Regions from separate parts of the Rattus norvegicus genome. Here region 2 is linked to region 1. Evidence: chromatin contacts called from public Hi-C data. All regions are on one chromosome and are shown on one strand. The core of a region is the stretch at or near the end of the contact, and the rest is flanking DNA. Distances in the headings are between cores, read along the strand shown. Region 1 overlaps LOC102550745 (a long non-coding RNA gene). Region 2 has its middle 73 kb from the start of Capza2.

Region 1 (7,558 bases), core at 2,828-5,327:
TTGCACACATATGTGTATGAGCACATTTGTGATTTGTGTATGAGCACACACATACACAAACAAATACATACATACATACATATCAAACACACACACACGCACACACACACACACACACGCATGCACACGTACTCATTCACATGAGATCTGAGACTGAAGACTCTCCACCTGAACACTAATGAAAACCCCTGCCTCAGAACCTCCAGCTTCCTTGAATACCTGCTGTCCTCATCCATGTTCCATTGCCGCTAAAAGTGAGCCCTGTGCACATAGAGTAGGAACCAATTAGCAACTTAAGTAACCAACCGCTGTGAGCCCTAGTTGCAGTCTTTAACCCACTCACTGTCTAACACTGTCCCATTCCGGAGAAGAAACTTTGGAGTGTGAGAAGATTCTGAGAGGAACATTCCGAGAGGGGCTGAGATGATGACTTAGAGGGAAAGAGCACATGCTGGGTAAACTTGAGAACCGGAATCCAAATCCTCGGCATCCACAGAAAAGCCACCTGGGACCATACATCCCTGTAACCCCAACAGTGTGGCTTTTTCAGCAGAGAATCACAGGGACCTGATGACTTCCAACGGAGCCCCAGGTCCAAGAAAGTAAGGCAGAGCACAGGGCCTTCAAATAGTTGTACACACAAGCAAGCACAAGAACACACACATACACACACACACACACACACACACACACACACACACACACACTCAAATACCACAAAAACATTGTTTTTTGTTTAAAAACTGCTAGTAAGATATCAGCTATGGTTTCTAAGAGAACAAATGACAACAGAGAACAAAGAGGGTGACAAGTGAGACCTCGGCAATAAGCCATGCTACCCATTCACTCGAAAATCTTATTCTCTATTTTATTGATGGAACACCCCAAACCCAATTGCTGTGAATACTTGTATAAGAGCTTGCAGCCACGTGAGGCAGCTATCTACCCCTAAAATGTTATCTCTGAAGGTCCTTCAATAATGCCACGTGCAGGATGGCCCAAAGAAAGAAGAGGGTTGTCATATAGCAAGTATTATTTCCTTTGAAACCACAAGCTTAAGAATGCAAAACAGACTTCCATAAATTAAACTAATTAACTTTCATGCAATCTGCCGCTCAGAACGCAGAGGCTAGAAGGATTTCCATATCTGTTCTGATATAATTATTTCCTGCAGAAAAACCATTCACAAGGAACAATGAGGGTGGGCACAAGGTGTGAAGGGATCCAAGTGGTTGGCATGATGGGAATCAGGCAGTGGAAAGAGATAAACGTCTCAAAGAGGTTAATAGTGGCAGTACACAGCCGAGCTCCAATGCAACCCAAGAGGGAAAGGAACAGGAGGACTCGCCCTCACCAAGTGGAGGAGGACTCGCCCTCACCAAGTGGAGGAGGACTCGCCCTCACCAAGTGGAGGAGGACTCGCCCTCACCAAGTGGAGGAGGACTCGCCCTCGCTGCCTGGGAAGATCACTGCATAATCTGTTCCTCATTTTCCATGTTTTCCTGCCTGGTGCTCACTATGCAATCTGCTACCCTCACAGCTTGGCTTCCCTAAAATCTATCTCAAAAAGGAAATGCATTGACCACGAGACAGGAATACTCAGCCTCCCTTGGTTCTTCCTAAATTCACAACAGTTTAATTTAATCTGGTATTTAATCGTCTCTTTGTGATGTGATTTACCATGGAGGGGTAAAGATTTCACAATCAATTTTGGAAGCTGATATTATCAGATTTCTTTGTGTTTTCTTCCTTCCTTATTTTTTTTTTTGTTTATTTAGGGATTCATACATCGTGTTGTTGGTCTTATTCTGATATTACTAGATTACTAATCTTACAAGTTCTTGGCAATGTCATTCCACCACGGGAAAAGGATTTCATGAGACTCTATGCCTAGTTGTTGCTGTGATTCTAGTGCCTATGTCTTTCCTGGATATGGGTAAAAGGATTTCAAAAGGGAAGAAAAAAGAAGGAACCAAAAGAGAATATTTAAATGAGCAGAGAAGGGGTGTGTCGTCCCCATAAGTGTTAACCGAACAAGGAGAAAAACTCTTTCCCATTTGTACATATAAGTACATTGTATCGATCAAAAGATATATCACACATTACAAAGCTAATGGACAGAAATGGAGGAACTATACTCAGGTAAGGATATTAAATTGCATTATTAAATTCAGTAGGTGATTTAAAATATTTATAATCTTTGAAGGAAAGTAAAAAGGTATAAAAATTAACTATTCTCTTCTTAAAGTATGAGCTGTTAATTAATGCATAATATAAATGTAAGAGCATCTATGTAAAAATAATGCTACTAAGTGAGAGGTGCCCGAGACAGACACTCCTCTGAAGGCATTTCTCTAGGGATGACGTGATCCTGCTGAAACTGCACACATTGGTCACAAAAGTGCCTTTGTGTGGCTAGGGGGAAATGAATATCTTTTGGAATTAATGTTTAATTTCAGAGTTACAAAACGCCCCTAATCATCCTTTAAAAAAGAAAAGAAAAACAGTACTTCTATCTTGCAACTTTGACATTTTTAAGCACCTTAAGTCAATAGAAAACCTAACTAGAGAGCTGTTAATAATTGGTCACGTGTCCAGTGAGATGCTCTCTGTCCCTCCTGTGCCCAGTCATGAGTCACACCCAGAGTATATACAAGCTTGAGTAATGGAGTGAGGTTTTCAGTTCTTCTGATCTTACCACACTCCTTATTGTCTTTCTTTTAATAGAATGGAGATAGAACGTAAAAATAGCATTACCTAAGCCGTCCCAATCAGAAAAGAAAATTGTATATAAGGCCACATTGCTTTCTCCTGAACATGTGGGAGAGATGATCACATCATCTAGGTTTGATGAGCAACTGGCAGTAGCTGAATCCTTCACTGATGGCGCACTCCTTACTCGTGAGCAAGAAGCCCATCACCAACAGTAACAGAGGACACAGCAGCAATATGGCGTCTTGCAACCCTTTGTGCTTACACAGCATCCTTTGTTAGGACTTTCTCTGTGAATCTGAGTTAACTAAGGGGGAAAAAGCAATCTAGATGGTGAAGGTAATGTCAGAGACTCGAGTTTATGAACACAGCAATGTTAATTCTGTAGCTAATTTGTATGAAGGAGAATGCATGGATAACGGGAAAGAAAATAGCTTGATGCAGAAAGACGGCTCAGTATCTAAGAGCGATTGCTATTCTTCCAGAGGATCCAGGCTTTGATCCTAGAACTCAAGTAATAGTTTGTGACCGTCTGTAACTCCGGTTCCAGGGAATCTAACACCTTCTTCTGGCCTCTATGGGCCCCAGGCACGCACAGACAGATGCATCCAGGCAAAACATCCAAGCACATAAGACAATTTTTTTCAAAAAGATGAGAGACCTCGGAGGGGTCATGTTTCCTTGTGTCTCAGATCCCATACAACACTCGGGTCTAATGGCGGAGAGCTGAGACTTGTAAGCTTGGTCTGACTTTCAAGACGGCTCTCCTGAGAAGCTGACTGTCTAGGTGATGAATGCTGCATATTGCAATAAAATAAAAGCATTTGGGATTAAAAGCAATGAATGCACCATCGATTTCGTCGGTTTGGCTGTTGCCTTGGTGGAAGAATAGGACAGAGGTGCTCTCCCTCACCTTCATCCAGACATAGGTGTTACCTGCACCTGTCCACTAGCTCATCCTTCACAGGCTGCAATTAATTCATGTTATACAACTACCCTTAGTAAGCTGGAGTTACAGGAAAGAGAATGCTACATCGCTTCTTACAAACTAGTATTTGGGGTGTGTGTGTGTGTGTGTGTCTGTGTCTGTGTCTGTGTCTGTGTCTGTGTCTGTGTCTGTGTTTCTGTGTGTGTGTGTGTGTGTGTGTGTGTGTGTATATCATGTCCTCCCAATTCCTTCTGTGCCTCAACTCACATTCCAGAGGTTTCCAGGAAACACCCATGCATTAGGTGACAATGCTGCCCTTTCAGTTTCTGCAGAGCTTTCGGTCCTACCCCAACCTGAGACCTCACTCGCCAGGCCCAGATTATCATCAATTCCATCAAATTAACATAAAGGCTTCTCTTGGTTATAGCTCAGTGACTCAGAGATGAGGAGCAGCTCGGGAGAGGTGGAACCACAGAGCAGTGTGATGACTAATCCATTTATACTTTTTATGGGAAATCATGAAACTGAAGAGAAACAAAGCCTATATATAAAATAATGAAATAGGACTTAAGTGGCTCATTAGGCTCGCAGAGTCAGCTTCCCTGTTTGAGGAAATGAGATTTGAAGGCCCAGGAACAAATGAAAGGGAGTTAGGCGCGCTCATGCTATTATTCATTTATAAGACTCTATTCACACAGTACACACACATACACACACACACACACACACACACACACACACACACACACACACACACACTGAAAGCTCAGTAAATGGTATGCTGTGTCCAAGAAAGGAAGGAATGGGAACAGCAGGAGCAGGTTGGTTGGCAGAACTGTACAGCAAGAGACGAATATACATCACATGCAGAGTGTGTGCTTGGCTCCAAGCTGCACAATTAGTACTTCTATTTACAGCAAACTCCCTATACCAGCAATTTAGAAGTAAATGACAACTAGTTTGAAACTGTTTGGTCAGAATGCAAGATTGAACCAAAGTACATTCTAGAGCTGATTAACTAGCTCACTTCTTTATTCTTCCTACTAATTACCGAGTGTATTCGCCGGCTCTCAGCATCGATCTGCCAGCTTCTAATTCAGGGTATGGGTTTACGATATTAATCCACAAACTTTTCATTTTCTTTATTGGTCAGTACAATTCATGACAAATTGTGCTACATAAATTCTTCATCTTAATGATTCGCTCTGTGTTTTTCCTTATTCTCCCATCTATTTTATGCATTTGCCCATCACTCCCCCACTGCCTACATTTTCATTCTTTCTTCTACTAAATGTTCTTATACAGAGAAACATCAGTCAGAAAAATGAGAATGTAAGTAACAGAGATTAATAGGCACCACTCAGAGTCAAGAGAAGCTCAGTTCGGTGGAATTCTGGATGAAGAATGGAAGCATATTGTATACAGAGAGAGAGAGAGAGAGAGAGAGAGAGAGAGAGAGAGACAGAGAGACAGAGAGACAGAGAGACAGAGAGAGAGACACAGAGAGAGAGACAAAGAGACACAGACACAGAGACACAGACACAGAGACAGAGACATAGAGAGACAGAGAGATAGAGACACAGACAAAGAGATAGAGACACAGACAGAGAGACAGGCACAGACTCACACACATGCACACACACATACACATGCACATAATGCACATACAGAGAGAGAGAGAGAGAGAGAGAGAGAGAGAGAGAGAGAGAGAGAGACTCAGCAATGCACATGGCTGAGAATCTTCACTATGAACCTTTCCAAATATCCTATTTGGCAAGCATTGTATCTTACAGTAGTCAATATACTTTTCTTTGGCATTCGCACTAATCTAATTTTCCAGGATGCCAGCTTGTGTGTTGAGGGAGGAGATATTGGTGGTATGAAGAGTTTGGAGGACCCCAGCAGAAAGGTTCTTTAGATCTTTGGTATCTTGGTTTCCCTTCCTGATGTTGTGATAAAATATCCTGACTTAGGAGAGAAAGTGTTTATTTTAGCTCATAATCAGGTGACAGTTCGTCATAGCAGTGAAGTGACAGTGACATGAGCTTGTGGGAGATGAACCTGTCACAAGGTTATCAGGAAAGATGAGCAATGAATGCAGGCCTGCTTGCTCTCTCACTCTTAAACAGTTCAGGATCCACAGCCTAGAGGTGTGTGCCTGCATGTGTGGATGTGTGTCTGCATGTGTGAGTGTGTCAGCATGTAGGAATGTCTGCCTGCATGTGTGGATGTGTGTCTGCATGTGTGAGTGTGTCAGCATGTAGGAATGTCTGCCTGCATGTGTGGATGTGTGTCTGCAGGTGTGAATATCTGTCTGAATATGTGAATGTGTGTCTGCATGTATGGATGTGTGCCTGCATGTGTGAACATGTGTCTGCATGTGTGAATGTATGCCTTCAGGTGTGAATGTGTCAGCATGTAGGAATGTCTGTCTGCATGTATGGATGTGTGCCTGCAGGTGTGAATATCTGTCTGAATATGTGAATGTGTGTCTGCATGTATGGATGTGTGTCTGCATGTATGGATGTGTGCCTGCATGTGTGAACATGTGTCTGCATGTGTGAACATGTGCCTGCATGTGTGCATGTGTGCCTGCATGTGTGCATGTGTGCCTGCATGTGTGCATGTGTGCCTGCATGTGTGCATGTGTGCCTGCATGTGTGCATGTGTGCCTGCATCAGTGGATATATGCCTGCATGTGTTAATGTGTGTCTGCATGTGTAAATATGTACCTGCATGTATGAACGTGTGCCTGCATGTGTGGATGTGTAGGCACCTGTTTATGTCACAGTGTTCAAGTGATGGTTAGAGGTCAACTTTTGGGAATCAGTCAGTTTTGTTCTTTCCTGAGCTTAGCCTCGGGTTGCAGCCTTGCTGGTAAGCTGCTGAACCTCACTCCTGCTTCTTTCTAAAGTAAGAACTGTTCACATCAAGAGCTTGAACTAGCTGAAGTGAAATTTGTTTTGGAAAAATTACTAAACAATTTAAAGCATTTAAAGCTTGCTAATATAAAAATACTGATTTTTAATACCTTTTTTAAACAATAATTTATCTACTTATGTCAAAATTTAGAAGAATAAATTCAGAGATTTTTTTTAATAGTAAAAAGATCACCAGTACATGAAGTCATCACATGTATCACTTAACAAGATCCTCAGAACCATCCCTGGGGCAGGGGAGACTTTGGGTTTCTCTGACCCATTTTTTAAAATAGAAATAGTCCCACGCTCTACCACCTGGGCTAGCTAGGAAACCTTGCAAAATCAGCAGACCCAGATCTTTGCTCACATTATTCTGTTGTCTGCTCACATGTCATTCTATCTACAAATTACTTTTGATTAAAATAAGTTATCATGTTAGAGAAGAAGAAGAGAGAGAAAGGGAAAGGGGAAGGGGAAGAAGAAGAAGAAAAAGAGGAGGAGGCAGAGGAGGAGGAGGAAGAGGAAGAGGAGAAGGAGGAGGAGGAGCAGGAGGAGGAGGAGGAAGTGGAGGGAGTACTAAACTACAGTGGGTGGATGCTCTTGCTGCCAAATCTGATGATCAGAGTTTAGTCAGAGTTTTATTGACTCTTCTCATACTTAAAGTAGCCAGGCTAGTGTGGTTTCCAGCATAAAAACATTTCAAGTAGAACATACCATAATATGAGCAGTTCATAAGGAATGCGTCAGAAGTAGTAGTTTGTCTTGCAGTATTGATACCTTGGCACTGACTTGCCCCTTCCATCACCCCATTTTTCTATTAATTCCCTTGGGACTCAGTGAATACAGAAGAATTTGGCTGAGAGTCTAAGATTGAGAGCAGGAAAAGAGCTCAGTGAACCGGCCCCCTGAGGTATTTATTGTACCTCTGACCTTGACCTCACTCGTGTCATGCTCAAATAAGCCAGACAAACAAACAGCTAGCACTAATGCCTTGGTT
Region 2 (7,558 bases), core at 1,531-4,030, 190 kb after region 1:
GAAAATGAGAGTTCAAAACAGCTGATTTCCACTGCTGCTGAGTAACTGGAATATTACTGTGATCTTTAGTCTTGGACAACAAAAGCCCACATAAAGGGTAGCCTGTGATTGCTCTGAAAGGACCTTACAGATGTTTACCTGCGAACCTTCATCTGATTCTTTCTCATCCTTGAGCATACAGATGGGAAAGTGAGTGTGCAAATGGAGAGCGTGACAAAACAGTGTCCAGGTGGTGGCACTTTTGTTCCAGGGCAGGACGCCTGAAGGACACCAGCCCACCATGTTTCTCTGAAGCTCCCACTACTCCCTGCCACTCTGACAATGGCTGGTTTCCTTTTTCTCTTGTTTAATCTTCAGACCTGGGATCCACAAAAGACATGGAAAATAACAATTCATATAAAATTCTAGGAATTTCGCTTGAGGGCCAATGATAGAGTCACAGCCCCCACAGCTTAAAGATTGTTAATATTTTTATTTCGCTCAAGTGAGTAGTTACTGACTATTCCGGTTCCGGCAGAGTAACTTATGCCCTGGGTTGTTCTGATGCACATCATGTGCTGAGAAGCTAAGGAATACTTCATGGGCATCCTTCTCCATCCAGATGACTACACACAGGGAGCTACACAGACACGACTCTGTCTGGCACGTGAGATAATGCTGTGACACAGAAAGGCATGAGGGCATTGTGCCTCAGAGGAAACAACACCTACTGCTGGTTTCCCTCGTCAAACCTGACCTTTTTCTTCTGGACTATCTTAATTCCCTATCTATCACAAAAATGGAAAGAACTTCAGTCATAGCCAGTGAAATATTTCAGTTGGTGAATTGAAGGTAATAAAACAGAGGCTGCCCAAACTGTCCTTTGTTGTAAATCACGGCAAAGGTCTAGATTACATCAGCCAAAGGGTATTGATCACAACGCTGAGAGGTTTATAACTACTATTGACTTACCATGTGACCCTGGAACAGAAATCTAGGAAAATTGCAAAAGCATACCTATGGTAATGAAAACCCATCATTAGCCGGGCTGACTGCCCTGTCAACCAGCTAGAGCTGTGTTGGCTTCAAGGCAAATACTGAACAAATGCTTGAAATGGAAGGACTGTCTGCCCTCACTCTCTTTCCTTCACTGGATGCTTTAAAAATTATTCCGGTGAATGTGTTTTTCTTATTGTTAAAAAATGTGGATTCAGAAGGCTCATGCGAATTACCTTTTTCATTTTACTTATTTATAATAATGTATTTTATTTTTGGATTACCATACAAAGTAGCAGGTTCCCTTATAACATTTTCCTGTATAGCTTAGGTTGAAACCTCCCCTGCTTCCTCTCCTTTCCCCCTTCTCCCTATCCCACTCCTCACGTGTACCCTTGAACTGTTCCACCCCAGTATTCCCTTTTCCACTGTCTCGTATGATCTATATAATAGTATGCATAATTAATATCTAAACAATATCTCTTCATCCTTTATTATTGCTGTGGTTTAAAAAAATAAGGAATAGGGGGTCTAGAGAGAGATCAGTGGATGAAGTGCTAACTGCATAAGCCTGAGGACCTGAGTTCAAATCTCTAGCACCCATGTTTTAAAAAGGCCTTGGATTCCCCAAGAGTTTATCTAATCCGAATGGCCAGTCCTAAACACTTGTACATACAAGCAGCAGTAAATGGACTGGGTAGTTTGTGTGTGCGTGCATGCGTGCATGTGTGCATGTGTGTGTGCGTGTGTGTCAGACAATAGTTACAGAAGAGGTCATAAATGTAAAAGGGAGTGAGGGGAGGGAGTAGTATAGTTATACAAATACAGTATTAACGTATGGAATTCTTGAAAAAATAAAAAAGCATAATGCCTAGGCTTAACAATGCATATTTGTAATTCCAGCTTGGGGGGGGGTTGGAGATGGGAGGATCCTGGGGCTCTATAGTCAACCAATCTAGTTAATAGGTAAGTTCTGGGGGCTCAGTAATAGACTGCCTCAAATAAAACAAGGCAGAGAGGGGTAAAGGAAGAGGCCTAATGCCAACATCTAACCTCCAACTAGCACATGTGGATGCTTACAGAGACATTCACCACTTTGTGTGTGTGTGTGTGTGTGTGTGTGTGTGTGTGTGTGTGTGTGAGAGAGAGAGAGAGAGACAGACAGACAGACAGAGAGACAGAGAGACAGAGAGACAGAGAGACAGAGACAGAAAGACAGACACAGAGACAGAGACAGAAAGACAGAGAGAGACAGAGAGACAGATACAGAGACACACAGAGAGACAGAGATACATAGAGAGAGACAAAGACAGAGAGACAGAGAGACAGAGATAGACAGAGACAGAGACACACACACAGAGACAGTGACACACAGAAAGAAAGACAGAGACAGACAGTGACACACAGAAAGAAAGACAGAGACAGACAGTGACACACAGAAAGAAAGACAGAGAGACAGACACACGCACACACAGAGAGAGAGAGAGAGAGAGAGAGAGAGAGAGAGAGAGAGAGTGAGTGTCAGAGAGACAAGGAGAGACAAGGAGAGACAGAGAGAGGAAGAGGCTATCAGTGAAAGGACCAGCTAAACTAAGTTTCAAATGCTATTCAGGTGGCACTGAAGAAGTAAAATGAGAAGAAAATGGCCATGTTTCATCATGAATAAACAGAAATTTCAATTTTAAATAAATAATAATCCCACATTGTTTTGGAGCACCAGCTCAAGACTTAGATGACGATTAATTTCCATCCCTTCTGTGGGAAGCAGTCCTTTGTCTTCATTCGTTTACTTGTTCACTGTGAGACGAGAACATTCTTCGTGCTAACACAGAGCTCCAGGCTGGCAGACACATCCAGTAATCCTTAGACCACTTGGCTGGAACTATAAAAATGCATAAAATCTTACCAGGCCAAAAGAGATCAACTCAAAAAAATTTTTGGCATCCAAACATGTCAGAATTGTTTTTACCCCCAAACCATTTGTGTTCCTCGGTTATGGTCCAGGAGCCATAATATCAGTTCCTATTTTTATTGGGCAGACTGGAATTCTTTAGTACCATATTTCATCTACCTTTCTGTGGTTTCTCCTAATTTTTTCAGTGGTTTTATGCCTGTCTGCTGTCTGTCTCTTATTTTATCTTAATTTGTTTTAGTTTTCGTTTTGCTTACTCTATTCTCTTTCCTTATTTTTTCAGTGTTCAGAATCAAATCTGAGGCTCAGCACATGGCATCTCGGAGTCCCACCCCTGGGCTGCGTCTCTAGCTCTGTCTCTGATGCCGGGTGCGGGGAAGTAGCCATGTGCCCTCCGCCAGCCCAAGTCCTTACCTTCACATCTGCTTCTTCCATTAAAGTCAAGCCTTCTCTCCGTCACGACCGTGACTAAACAGCCACCATACTCCTCAGTGGTAAAGGAGAAACACCCAACGAGGGACCTTTGTGAAACCGGCCCCCAAGAAACCCAACTTCAGTCACATGATCCTCAGAGATAATTTCAGAAGTCGCAGTAAAGAAAAACTACCCAGATATCACAGTGCCAGCTTTCTGCAGAGCTGTTTCTAATTTGTTATGCCGTAAGAGTAAGAGCCTCTGTGGTAGCCACGGGGGTCTCTGGGAACACCTGGGTGAAGAAGCATCAAATCGCTGACCCAAATGTTTCAGAAAGAAAATGTCCATTGTTAGAACTAGCAATGCAGATATTTTCTCTAAGATGAACTTAATATATAAACAGAATAAAATAACAGAATAAATAGTAATAAGAATAATGATCTCATCCCAGGAAATGCCCTGTCTGGAAGCTAATGGGCTAAGGTAATGCTCTCAGGGATTAGTCTCGCTTAATGAAATGCTGTTAGTTTAGTAAATGAATGCTTAAAATGATGGAAAGTAAAAAAAAAAAATCAGGACTGGTTGATTCATAGGGGTGGGGGGGAGTAAGCCAAAGCAGCATGTGTCACACTGTGGTTTTTTAATTATTATTATTATTATTAATCTGTGATTCAGAAAATACATATGCTTTACAAGTTACTGTCTTTTATACATCTGTCCCATCATTTTACTCTGTGGATATGAGTATTTATGGAATATTTAAAATAAACTGTTAACAAACAGATAAAGTACTTTATTTTTTCAGATGCAGTTCTTATAATGAGCATTAAAATTGAGATTTTCACTTAAAGCTCACATAAAAGCAAAATGTATCTCTTCTAGAGCTTCAAATAATAACGTATTTTATTTTGCCTGTTTAAAAAACATGATTAATACAAAACCAAATTTCATTGATTTTTGTTTGATGGCTAAGATATTGTTCTGATTGTGACTTCAGGTCCTAGATTGAATCCTATTGTCTGTAGCTTTGCTGCACGAGCTTCTTAGGCAGGGAGGGAACACAGCTCTGTTAACTTCCACTTCCTCTGAATTGAAGCATCCATTTCTATAAGGAGAAGAGGCTCGTGTGACTCAGGAAGTAAACCTTACAAGTCTTGGAAAGCTGACATTTATGACTCGGGGAGCTGCAAACAAGTTTCAAGGGTGTAGCTTTGTGAGCCCTCATTGCTATTAATGATGGAGAATGCTATTTAGTGACACATCTTTCACTGAGTCATCCATGTTCCTGTAAGTTATGCCAATAAAGTCAATAGTTCACTAAAAAATAAAAAAATAAAAAAAATAAATAAATAAACTGTTAAGAAAAACATAAGTCGAGGTTGGGGATTTAGCTCAGTGGTAGAGCGCTTGCCTAGGAAGCGCAAGGCCCTGGGTTCGGTCCCCAGCTCCGAAAAAAAGAACCAAAAAAAAAAGAAAAAAAGAAAAACATAAGTCCCTCTATGGTAAGCATATGAAATGTCTATAGTTGGATGGGTTTTTATCTTAAACACGTTGATATGAGGACAATGTGGATACTATGTATGAGCTTTACAATATGCCTTCTAGTTGTACTTGGTTCAGAAGTCCAAGATTATTACAGTGGTCGACCCCTCGATTCTGCCCACTGTGTTTTATCTTCTCCTTTTAACTAACAAAACAAAACAAAACAAAACAAAACAAAAAGCAAAAAAACCCCAAAAGACAAAAAAAAAAAAAAAACAGCTGTCAAAATCATACACCTGATTACATCACCTGCCTGCTTCAAAACCCAGCCCTAAATTTTCTGCCTCAGTCTTTTGTGCTGTTTGTGTTTGTTTGTTTGTTTGTTTGTTTGTTTGTATTATGAAATAGATCTTCATGGTAAAACAATAATAACAACAACAACAGCAACAACTGGGCCAAATGCTATAAAGAGGACAGAAAATAGCCTTTGACCACTGTCTCCCTCCTTCCAGCCTAGCTCTCCAGAGTGACTCCTGCTGAAACTCTTTGTATGGTAATCCAGAAATGTTCCACCCTGGGAAGGGGCCCAGATGAAACCAGATGTGCCAGCCCATCCTTCAACTACGTATGAATCAACGGGAGCTCAACACAGCAGAGGTTTCTCTAAACCTTGGTGACTTTGAACTCCGACCCAAAGTATCCACTCAGGATATGAACCATATGCAAAAGTTAGGATAAGAGCAATTATCCCTGCCCTTTAGAGCAACCTTCCTAATGCCGCCACCCTTTAATACAGTTCCTCAGGTCATGGTGGCCCCCAACCATAAAATTCTTTCATTGCTATATAACTGTAATTTTGCCGCTGTTATGATTCGTGGTGTAAATATCTGATATGCAGGATATCTGTGAAGGGGTCGCGACCCACAGGTTGAGAATGGCTGCTCTAGGGGCTTGCCAGTTAAGCACCCCTGCAGACTAGTACTCTTCATATGACTTACTTAAGTACTTAAATACTTAAAGTCCTCATAAAACAGACTTGCTTGTTTCTATTTTGCCCAAACAGAATAAGCTCACTTCTGAAAGTTTACAAAGTGCTAAAACTTTCCTAAAATGCATGTTCTCTTTCGCCATGGAAGTTTCAAACTGCTTAAAAGTTTCGAAAGATTGGTAAACTGAGGTATAATCCGCTGCCCCCTTACAGTTCTGTGAGGGATTGTTGCAACAGTGCAGCGCACAGGTGATGACGTCACCAACTAGGGTGGACTGAGTGTGTGCAAGATGGATGGTTGGCTGTAGCGGTCACTTTCCTTGACGCCAGCTGTCCCTGCGGTGCAAGCACACCCCATCTGATTTTGTCTTAACTTGAAACTTCTGCCATCACGTTCCTGTCTTAATCCTGTCAGTGCCCGGCAACCTCTGAGCGAGCTCCCCTCGCTCTCTTTCTGCACAGAACAACCGGAACAGACGTCTGCCTGGGCACGGTTTGTAATCAGACGTACTTGGTTTGAACTGATCCCGGATAAAGAGTGCAGTGGCTTTCCAGATCCATCACTGTGTCTCTACGCCTTAGTCTCCACACTGAAAAACCTTCATTTTCAATCCTTTTTCTTTTTGATATCTATAATCTGCTCTGTGGTCCAAAAAGATTCAAGACAGAAGGCCCTTGCATAAAATTACCTGCCAATAAAGGGGACAAGAGAGGGTGATGGGAGGTGAATACAATCGAAATATGTTATGTTCATGTATTAAAGTGTCACAATAAAATGTGTGTGATTGGTTTATGCCAACAAAAACGTATTTTTAAAGGTAAGAGTTTGGCATTGCCTTTATATAAAGGTAAAAATCTTGAAAACAGGCACTGGTTTTCTTCGTCATTTCAGAAAAATGAAACTAATATGAGGAAGGGGTCCTAGGCCTAATTTCTCATACCTGTGTGGCTTTCTGTGTCATGTAACCATTCTAAGTTGTATTTTCCTTATTCTTACTTACAGCTCATAAATTTTATTATAAATATTAAATATTCACTAAGATTATTTTTACTCATTGATTGCTTTGGTCTCTGTCTGATGCTCAGACCAGCTTTAGAGTCCTAGGCTCAAGGACCACCCTGCCTGAGACAATCATTCTGTGAGTCTCGGACCATAGGTGGGCTTCATCACGCACCGGTATTCTAATTACTATACTTGTCTCAGTAAGGTCTTTTCTTCAAAAGTCTCCTTACAACACATCTAATTCATAAAATTACTTCCAATGAAGCCCACTCAAGATTTCACTTGGTTCTATATGGCTGCTAAGCTCATATTTGCAAGACTCTGTGCTAAGAATCAAGCGCTAAGAGCTTGGAGTGACACGCCATCAGGGAGAGCTAAGGGCTGTACGTGGTACGGAATCCCAAACAGGTCTCAAAGGAGGGTTTTGGTCCTGTACAACGTCCAAAGTTGGGGCTCAAATAATCATCGTTTCTCAAAGATAAACACCCTGAATGTGGTTTCAGGGACTCGTGAAAGCCACGCTGAACTTCAGTTGGGGCTGTGTTTTTCCAGCACAATTCACTGCTCTTTGTTTAAATCAAAACTTCATTTTATTTTCCACAAGCAGCCCTGCCAGGTTTCCTTGATTTAATTGCATCTTTTTTGTCTGATGACAATGGAGAACAGAAGAAAATAGTCTTGCTAAGGAAATGAAGTATTACCAAACACAACAGTCATTCTCCCACTATAGGAGGTGATTTTATAAGTTACAAAAGAAAAAAAGTCTTTATCCTTTGGATGAACA

Evidence for each region. A called contact is a pair of places that touch in the nucleus more often than the background predicts.
Region 2: a Hi-C map of the A7r5 cell line shows a contact between it and region 1, with 2.9 times the contacts expected there. The contact joins two enhancer-like sites. A contact is called at or near these places in 2 of 12 Hi-C or Micro-C datasets (the A7r5 cell line and hepatocytes).

The regions. Positions count from the first base shown.
Region 1 is chr4:46,679,919-46,687,476 of GRCr8, forward strand. LOC102550745 (a long non-coding RNA gene) reads left to right here. Exons shown (of 4, transcript XR_005503477.2): 3 at 1,779-2,142. Among named protein-coding and RNA genes, the nearest start is that of Cav1, 77 kb to the left of the region's middle. Within about 2 kb of position 4,078, at least 4 of the 93 cell types and tissues checked have an H3K27ac peak or open chromatin away from gene starts, as enhancers often do. A contact at or near this core is called in the A7r5 cell line, where this site is marked.
Region 2 is chr4:46,867,626-46,875,183 of GRCr8, forward strand. No RefSeq gene overlaps it. Among named protein-coding and RNA genes, the nearest start is that of Capza2, 73 kb to the right of the region's middle. Within about 2 kb of position 2,781, at least 4 of the 93 cell types and tissues checked have an H3K27ac peak or open chromatin away from gene starts, as enhancers often do. A contact at or near this core is called in the A7r5 cell line, where this site is marked.